Linked DNA regions of Sus scrofa: region 1 is linked to region 2. A link is a contact called in public HiChIP or PLAC-seq data. All regions are on one chromosome and are shown on one strand. Each heading gives the region's core, a stretch centred on a gene start, on an enhancer-like site or on the middle of the called end of the contact. The rest is flanking DNA. Distances are from core to core; before and after follow the strand shown. Region 1 holds the start of PTP4A1 (protein tyrosine phosphatase type IVA 1). Region 2 holds the start of KPNA5 (importin subunit alpha-6).

Region 1 (3,907 bases), core at 152-2,651, 230 kb before region 2:
TGCCGGATTAAAAGGCGGCACCGGGCCCCCTTGGCTTCGCGCAGTGCGGCCCGGAAGCTTCCCCAGGCTCAGACCCAGGCCGCTTCCCTCCTGCCCCGCCCCGGAGCAGGGACGAGCCCGGACTTGCTCCCATTGTCCGGAGCCGGTGGGGCGGGGCGGGCCGCTCACCTGGTGGGGCCGCGCGGGCCCGGGTCACGGGTTCGCGCCGCGTCTTCAGTCCGGCGCCGAGGCCATTTTGTCCGAGCGCCGGCCGCAGCCGCGGGGCCCTGGGTGGCCGCACAGGCCCAATCCCGCCGGCTCCGCGAAGGAGTCCGGCCCAGCCCGCGAGCAGCCGCCTCGCCCACCCGCCCGCAGGGTCTGGGGGCGCGCCCGCTGCAGTGACGCGCAACCCGCGCCCCACCCGGGCCACGTCCCCGCTCCCGGGCCCTGCGGCAGACAAAGGGGCCTTGGGGCGCCGCCGGGTGCCGGAGCGAGGTGGTGGTCACAAAGCGGCTCCCGTGCCACCGCGCAGCCCGGCGCCCCGGGCTTGGCCCTCAGCGCTCGCCCGCCAGTACCAGCGGGACCCGGGCGGAGCCAGGCTCCGAACAAAGGCGGCGGCACGGGGTACGGGTACTCACAGGAATATGTCTACTCATTGAAGATTGTGGCTTAATCATACAGCCGGTCCCGAGGCGGCGGCGACACAGGCGGCAGCGGTAGGGCAGGGGTGGCGGTGGTCCTCGCGGGCTAGCGGCGGCTTCGCTGGAGGCAGCGAGGGCAGTGGACTCGATCCTGCAGCGAGCGGCTCCGGGGAGAGCGCGCAGCCTCGCCGGCCCGCAGCCCAATGAGCCAATACGTGCGCCGAGGCGCCCTTGCGTCACAAGCCCTCTTATTTATAGCAAGAGTGACGTGAACGCCCAGGCGGCCAATCGCAGTCGGGCCTCAATCCTAGCGCCGACGAGCGGGGGCGGAGGCCCGCCTCGCCGACGTCACAGCGCGGCGGCGGCCGCCGGTGTGAACCGGTTGATGAATGGCGACCGGCTGCAATCAGAGCGCCTACCAGGCGGGGGTGGGAAGGGTCATTGGAGGGTCTGCAGGGGAAGCCCCGTACGGGGATGAGAGGCTGCTCTACGTAACTAAACCCCTGACGAGTGCACTCTCATCTCAGGAGGAGGCCCGAAGTTGGCCTCAACTAGAATGCAGTGCACTTCGGACTGGAGCGTAGTCTCAATCCCAGGCCTACTTCTTTTGCCGTAAGTCAGATCCCAGTCATTTTGACCAGCGGTTTGCCTGGGCACCTGCGCCCTGCGATCCCCAACGTGAAATCTTCCTGTGGCTCCACCTGCCCGCGACAACACCTGTGATGTTTCGGTCCTGCCCCCGGTAGCGCGAGCGGAGAGGACTTATTTCAGCAAACATTCGTGTATAGAAAACGGAGAGTGTCTTGTGATGCAGATAAAGCCCTCTGTTCCCCAGTCTTTTTTGGTCACGCCTTCATGCTACGCACGCGGGCAACTGTAGTTGGCTCAAGCGTGGCATTTCTAAATCACAGGCATCCTTTGTACTGCTGCTCACTTGATGTGTTGTCACAGATAATAAAAGGTTAGGCAGCGTTTTAAAAATTAAGAATCTTCGATTTTGCCAGACTGATGTGATTCTTTGCCTCAAAGCTATTGCTTTCCTTTTTGTTCATTTTCAGAACTGTTCCACTGTTCGTAATTTAGACTTTTAGGAAGTAAAGCCTTATCACAGTTGTTCTGTCTTGCACCCGGGCAATTCTGTCTTTTATGATCTGAAAACTCTTTCTCTTCTGGAAGGAGTAAACAGGAGTTTTACCTGCTTTGAAGAACTAGGTTTTCTACTCAGGCCTTTTGTTTGCTGTTTTCACTGAGCATAGATTGGAGAGGGCTTTAGGGATCAAATTGTTTTCTTGGTCAGTGTACTGCAGCATCTTAGGATTTATTAAAACGTCTACTTAAGAGACTGTGCTTGTGTAGACAACTTTTTAAAAATTTTTATTGGAGCATAGTTGATTTACAATGTGTTTCAGGTGTATAGCAAAGTGATTCAGTTATACCTATATCCCTTCTTTTCCCCACATAAATTATTACAGAATATTGAGTACAGTTCCCTGTGCTATACAGCAGGTCCTTGTCAGTTATCTGTTTTATAAAGAATATTGTGTATATGTTAATCCCAAACTCCTAATTTATCCCTCCTCCAACCTTTCTTCTCTGGTAACCATAAGTTTGTTTTAAAAGTCTGTGAATCTGTTTCGGTTTTGTAAATAAGTTCATTTATATCATTTTTTTTTTAGATTCCACATATAAATGATATTATGACATTTGTGATATTCAACTTTGTTTATAAGCATATACTCTGCAAACAAAGTGCTTTCAAAAAAATAAAGAACTGGATCAGGCAGGCTTTCACAGGAACAGAAGTCATCTTCATTTTAAAGAAATTGCTTGCCTAGGACACTTCTGAATCCATCTACATCAAGGAAGATTAAAGAGCTTGAGAAATATATGATGTCCCTTCACAAACTATAAACGAGTAAAAATGTAAATATTTAAAATCCTAAAAAAAATAGGAGTATTGAAAAAATTGTCCTAGGATGAGAGAAACCTTGTTAAGAAGATAAGGGAACTCAAGTCACAAAGGAAAAGTCAGATTTCATTATGTAAAAATTTAAAACTTTGATATGGAAAAGCTTGAGCAACATATACAATAGTGTAGGTAAAAAAATAAAAAAATAAAAATAAAAAAGGAGTTCCCGTTGTGGCTCAGTGGTTAACGAATCCAACTAGGAACCATGAAGTTGAGCGTTTGATCCCTGGCCTCGCTCAGTGGGTTAAGGATCCGGCACTGCCATTGCCATGAGCTGTGGTGTAGGTTGCAGACTCAGCTTGGATCCTGTGTTCCTGTGGCTGTGGCGTAGGCCAGCGGCTACAGCTCCGATTATACCCCTAGCCTGGGAACCTCCATATGCCTCAGGAGCGGCCCTAGAAAAGACCAAAAAAAAAAAAAAGTGTAGGTAAAATCACATATTCAGTGGGCTACTCTCACTTCAAAAGTTTGTCAGCACAGTGATGCTAGTTGAAAGAGTGAAAGCTTTTCAAAAAATGAATTGATGGGACAAAATAAACATTCAACAAATGGTAAGCAGAGCCAAATCAGTATTAGCCAGTTTTCTTGTAGAACTTGTGATACAAGTTGTGAGCCTTGTGTGTTCCAGATCCTGTAATTAGCACGAGCAGTGCTGACATGAAGTATCTAGTCAGCTATTTCTCATCAAGCTCTTAAAGCTGGGCTCAAACTCATGAGTGGACTAATCAGCTTTGGTTAATGGGGAGGTCTTAGCCTCTCAGATAAAGTACCGCCTTGTTCTACTTTGAAAGGACGGTTCAAGGATGAAAGACTGGAAGAAGCTTTTGCTATTGAGAAAAAGACACACTTTATACAAGATATTAATGTGGTCTTGCTGATCAACTCGATAAATTCTGTCATGGGCCTGCTACCCTGGCAGCTGCCATGTTTATATGTGTCCTGTGGTCTTGTAGTTCACTGCTGTGCTGAGTGTGTCTGCTCTATTGAGCACCATAGTTTTAAGCTACTGATTTTTAGGGAACAGGAGTACATCGGTCCCATCATTGGTTAGGGGGCTCCTGTGTTCAGAGGACTCACTAACTTCTATAGATTTGCACTTGGCGCCTCATCACTTGAACCTGTTAAGGCAGAGCATTTCCACACTGAGCCAACAGGCTTGCAAATGGTGGTTCAGACATCCAGGAATAAGAAAACATCTCTGAAAGGCAATGTTCCAGAAAGAAGCCCAAAGATGGCAGACTTTTCCAGCTAACCATAATGCCCAGGTAGCAGTTACTTTTCCCAGCATATCATGTGTCCTTGAGCTCTTCATGGTAGG
Region 2 (3,681 bases), core at 1,017-3,516:
GCAAAAATATGGAGATAATAAAAATATCAGTGGTTGCCAGTGAACAGAAAGACAGAAGGAGGACTAAGTGGAACATAGAATTTTTAGGGCAGTGAAGCTATTCTGTATGCTACAAAATGGTGCGTTCATGTCACTACGTATTTGTTAAAACCTGTAGAATACACACACGAGAGACTGAAACCTGAAGTAAATTTAGGACTTTGAGTGATATCTATGTGTCAGTGTGGATTCATTGATTTTAACAAGTATATCACTTAGTATGAGCTATTGAATAGTGGAGGAGGTTTTGAGAATATGGGGACAACAGGGGGTACATGGGTATCCTCTGTACGTTCTACTCAATTTTGCTGTGAACTTGAGACTGCTCTAAAAAATGTAATTTATTAAATTTAAATAAAAAGTAATCTATGCACTCTCCTTAACCTTTTGTAAAAATTAACTCAAATGAATCAGATGTAAGTGTAAAATTCAAAACTATTAATGACCTTGGGTTTGGCAAAGAGTTTTGATACAACACCAAAAGCACAACCCATTACAGAAAATCAAATAAGGTGAACTTCATTAAAAGCAAAACTTGTTCTGTGACACTGTTAAGAGAATGAAAAGACAAGCCCCAGACCAAGAGGAAATATTTGCAAAACACATCTGCTAAAGGATTTGCATTCAAAATATATAAATTACTCTTAAAACTTAACAGTTAAGAGAGACATGATTCTAAATGTGTATGCACCAACAAAAGAGACTCAAAATACATGAAACAAATCCTGATATAGCTGAAAGGAAAAACAGACAATTATACAATTACAATTGGGAACTTCAACCCCTTTCAAAAACTGGTAGGACTCCCGAACATGAAAGCAACAAGGACATGAAAGATCTGAACATAATCAACAACATACTCTAATCGACGAATATAGAACACTCAACCCAACAATAGCAGAATACACATTTTCCCCCCAAGTGTATGGAACATATACTAAGATAGACAATATACCATATCTTAGGCCATAAAACAAGTTTCAACAAACTCAAAAGAATTTTCATCAGAGTGTGTTCTCTGGCCATAACAGACTCAAACTAGAACTCAATAACAGAAAATCAGGGTCCCAGACAGTTCACTGGGCTGGTATTAAAAAAAATAAAAAAAATAAAAAAAGAATACCTCTGGAAACTGGACTATGAGACTATTTCTCCTCAGAAAGATTCTAAAACTACTTTCAATATAGCTGAAACATTTTTAATTTGCATCAAAATTTCCATTACTATAGTTCCATATTCCAATAAAGGCAAATGAACAATGCTATGAACTGAAAATTAAAAATACATTTGCAGTCATCTGATGTATAAACCAACTTTTGGGACACCACCTATTAAGTTGAGACTACTGCTGCTTATTACATAAAACAAACACTTTACCTTCTAATGGAGTATCTAAAAGGTTGGTATGCTTTGTTTTCACATGAGTTTCCATATCTTGACTACAATCTTCTATTTTTCCACAGAATGGGCATTCAGGAGGACTATACATTGTTTCATAAATTGATCCTTTTATTTTGGTTAGGTCAGACTGTTTTTCCTTACTTTTCAGAAATTTTCTGGATTCAGTTACATTCTCTGAATGAAAGCCTTTATGTTTTAAAGATCCTTCCTTAGGCAGACTTTGAGCTAAAATTTTCGGATGATTAGACGCACAAGCTGAATGAATACTTGAATTAACTTCCATTCTACACTGCAGGGTGCTGTCCGTCCTGTTGTCAGAAGTTCCGTACTGTACTGAATTAATCCTCTCAATGTTTCTTTCTAGCTCATTTTGCTCAAAATGAGCAGTTTCAATATGAAAACACATTTCATCATAACTCACACCTGACAATTTGCAAAATGGACATATAACATCATCTTCCATATGAACAATTAGGTGAGCCTTCATGTCTGGTTCTGAGGTTACTGTTTCACCACAAATATCACAAGAGAGCATGGTAAAGCAGGAAACTGAAAAAGAATACAGTATTATTTTGTTAGAAATTAAGAGACGAAGAAAAAGAAAATACATTCTATAAAGTGATTTGGAGTAACTATATTGGTTACTGAAAACTGGGTTATTTAGATGAAATTACTGTTCCTTGAACACACGAATTTATATCTAAATTTCATCTAAAATTTCAAGTAAAACTTGTGTTTCAAGCTTATGGTTTTAATAAAACAAAGGCAATAATGATGCAAATTAGATAATTTTTCAAAACTTCAAAAGGTGTGTCTGGCCTGAGGTAAAGAAAAAATAACGTTTATAAAACTGCCTGGGTAAGACAAACCAAATAAGAAAACAAAGAAAGAGAAGGAACTTTATCAAATGATATATCTAAATACAAAACTTTAAAGCTATAAACAAGGAATTGAGTAAATAAATCTTAATAACAGCAGTTAAAAGGTAAAGAGCTTTACACATATCAAACTAATTTAAGTACCATTATTACCATTCTACAAGGAGAAAACCCTGGCTCAGGTACCTCACTGCCTCCAGAAAATGGTTAGCCAAAATGCTAACCCAGTCAGGCCCGCTGTATTCTCAACTCAAAGAATAAAATCAGTGTGAGCAGAGTAGATTCCAGAGCCAAGAGAACTGGATTATTATCTCACCTTTCGTAATTTTAGGTAAGATATCTCATCTCTTTGAGGTTCTGCCTATGAGTTATACTAAATCAGCAGTCATTTTGAGGTACTGGCTACCGACAAAAAAGGTGATTTCGCTAAGAAATAATTCTTAGGCAGCAGTTCCCGCTACAACCTTTCCACTACATTATCTTTCAGCTAAAAATTATTTTAAAACAAACGGGAAATAAAAACAAGTAAACTATCCCAATCATTTAAATAAATTTAACTGTGTAAGAACTCCCTACATTGTCCTTATTTTTCTAATTTCACTTCATACAAGTGAAAACAGTCTCGACTTTAGAAGGAAATTCTCTCAAACCCTCAGTGGAAAGAACGTCACACCCAGAAAGGTTCTTTTTTGTGGCTGGGGCACCGCTGGACAGAGAACACGCTTCAATTGCCCAACACTTAGCTCAGAACGAGGGGACGAGAGATGTACGGAGGCCAGAGAGAGGTGCTGGGATGGGTAAGTGGTGAGGAGGTGGGAAGGGCCGGAATGCCACAAAGCCGAACCTGCTCAAAGATCCGTGTCAATCTCCCGGGCCAGGGCCTGAAACCAGCCCAGATACTAAATGGGTCAAAGGGTGGGCCTATGGAACGAGGGCTGGGATGGTCAGTTCCTGGTGGCTCGGAGAGACGGCGGCAGCCACCCTGCCCTGTGCTTAGCTTCCTTTTCGGGTTCTGATGCTGAGGCCGTCTGGGTCCGGGGCAGAAAGGTGCGTGCGCGGCGTCGATTACTTCTCCAGGCCTGAAAGACTGAGGCAGCCCTCTACACCCAGAGACTCACGGATAGCCGAAAAGAGAAGCAGCGATTCCGAACAACTTCAACTCCCAGAAAAATATTCAAAAAAGCTCTTCCTCTCCTTCCCCGAGTGAATGTACTCCCAGGATGCACCGCTCCACGCTAATCTGGGGTTGTAGTGCATTCTGGGAGTCGTAGTCATTCTTGCATCTTCCTGGCAAGGTTGAGATCTTTGTGAATGAATTCCCAGGGCTGGTCCTAGGGCATTACACGAATCCACAATACCCACT

What was found. HiChIP or PLAC-seq counts read pairs in DNA pulled down with a chosen protein or histone mark.
Region 1: a contact with region 2 is called in an H3K27ac HiChIP or PLAC-seq map of alveolar macrophages. The contact joins the promoter of PTP4A1 here to the promoter of KPNA5 in region 2. A contact is called at or near these places in 1 of 5 promoter capture datasets (liver), 4 of 47 Hi-C or Micro-C datasets (embryonic fibroblasts, fetal heart ventricle, heart right ventricle and 1 more) and 1 of 2 datasets of contacts at active chromatin or transcription factors (alveolar macrophages).

Annotation. Positions count from the first base shown.
Region 1 is chr1:45,167,407-45,171,313 of Sscrofa11.1, reverse strand. PTP4A1 (protein tyrosine phosphatase type IVA 1) reads right to left here and starts at 1,401. Exons shown (of 6, transcript XM_003121246.4): 1 at 618-1,401.
Region 2 is chr1:44,939,804-44,943,484 of Sscrofa11.1, reverse strand. KPNA5 (importin subunit alpha-6) reads left to right here and starts at 2,266. Exons shown (of 14, transcript XM_001925212.7): 1 at 2,266-3,115. The coding sequence starts at 3,112. It overlaps ZUFSP (zinc finger with UFM1 specific peptidase domain), which reads right to left and starts at 3,543. Exons shown (of 10, transcript NM_001243033.1): 1 at 3,163-3,543; 2 at 1,417-1,989. The coding sequence starts at 1,975.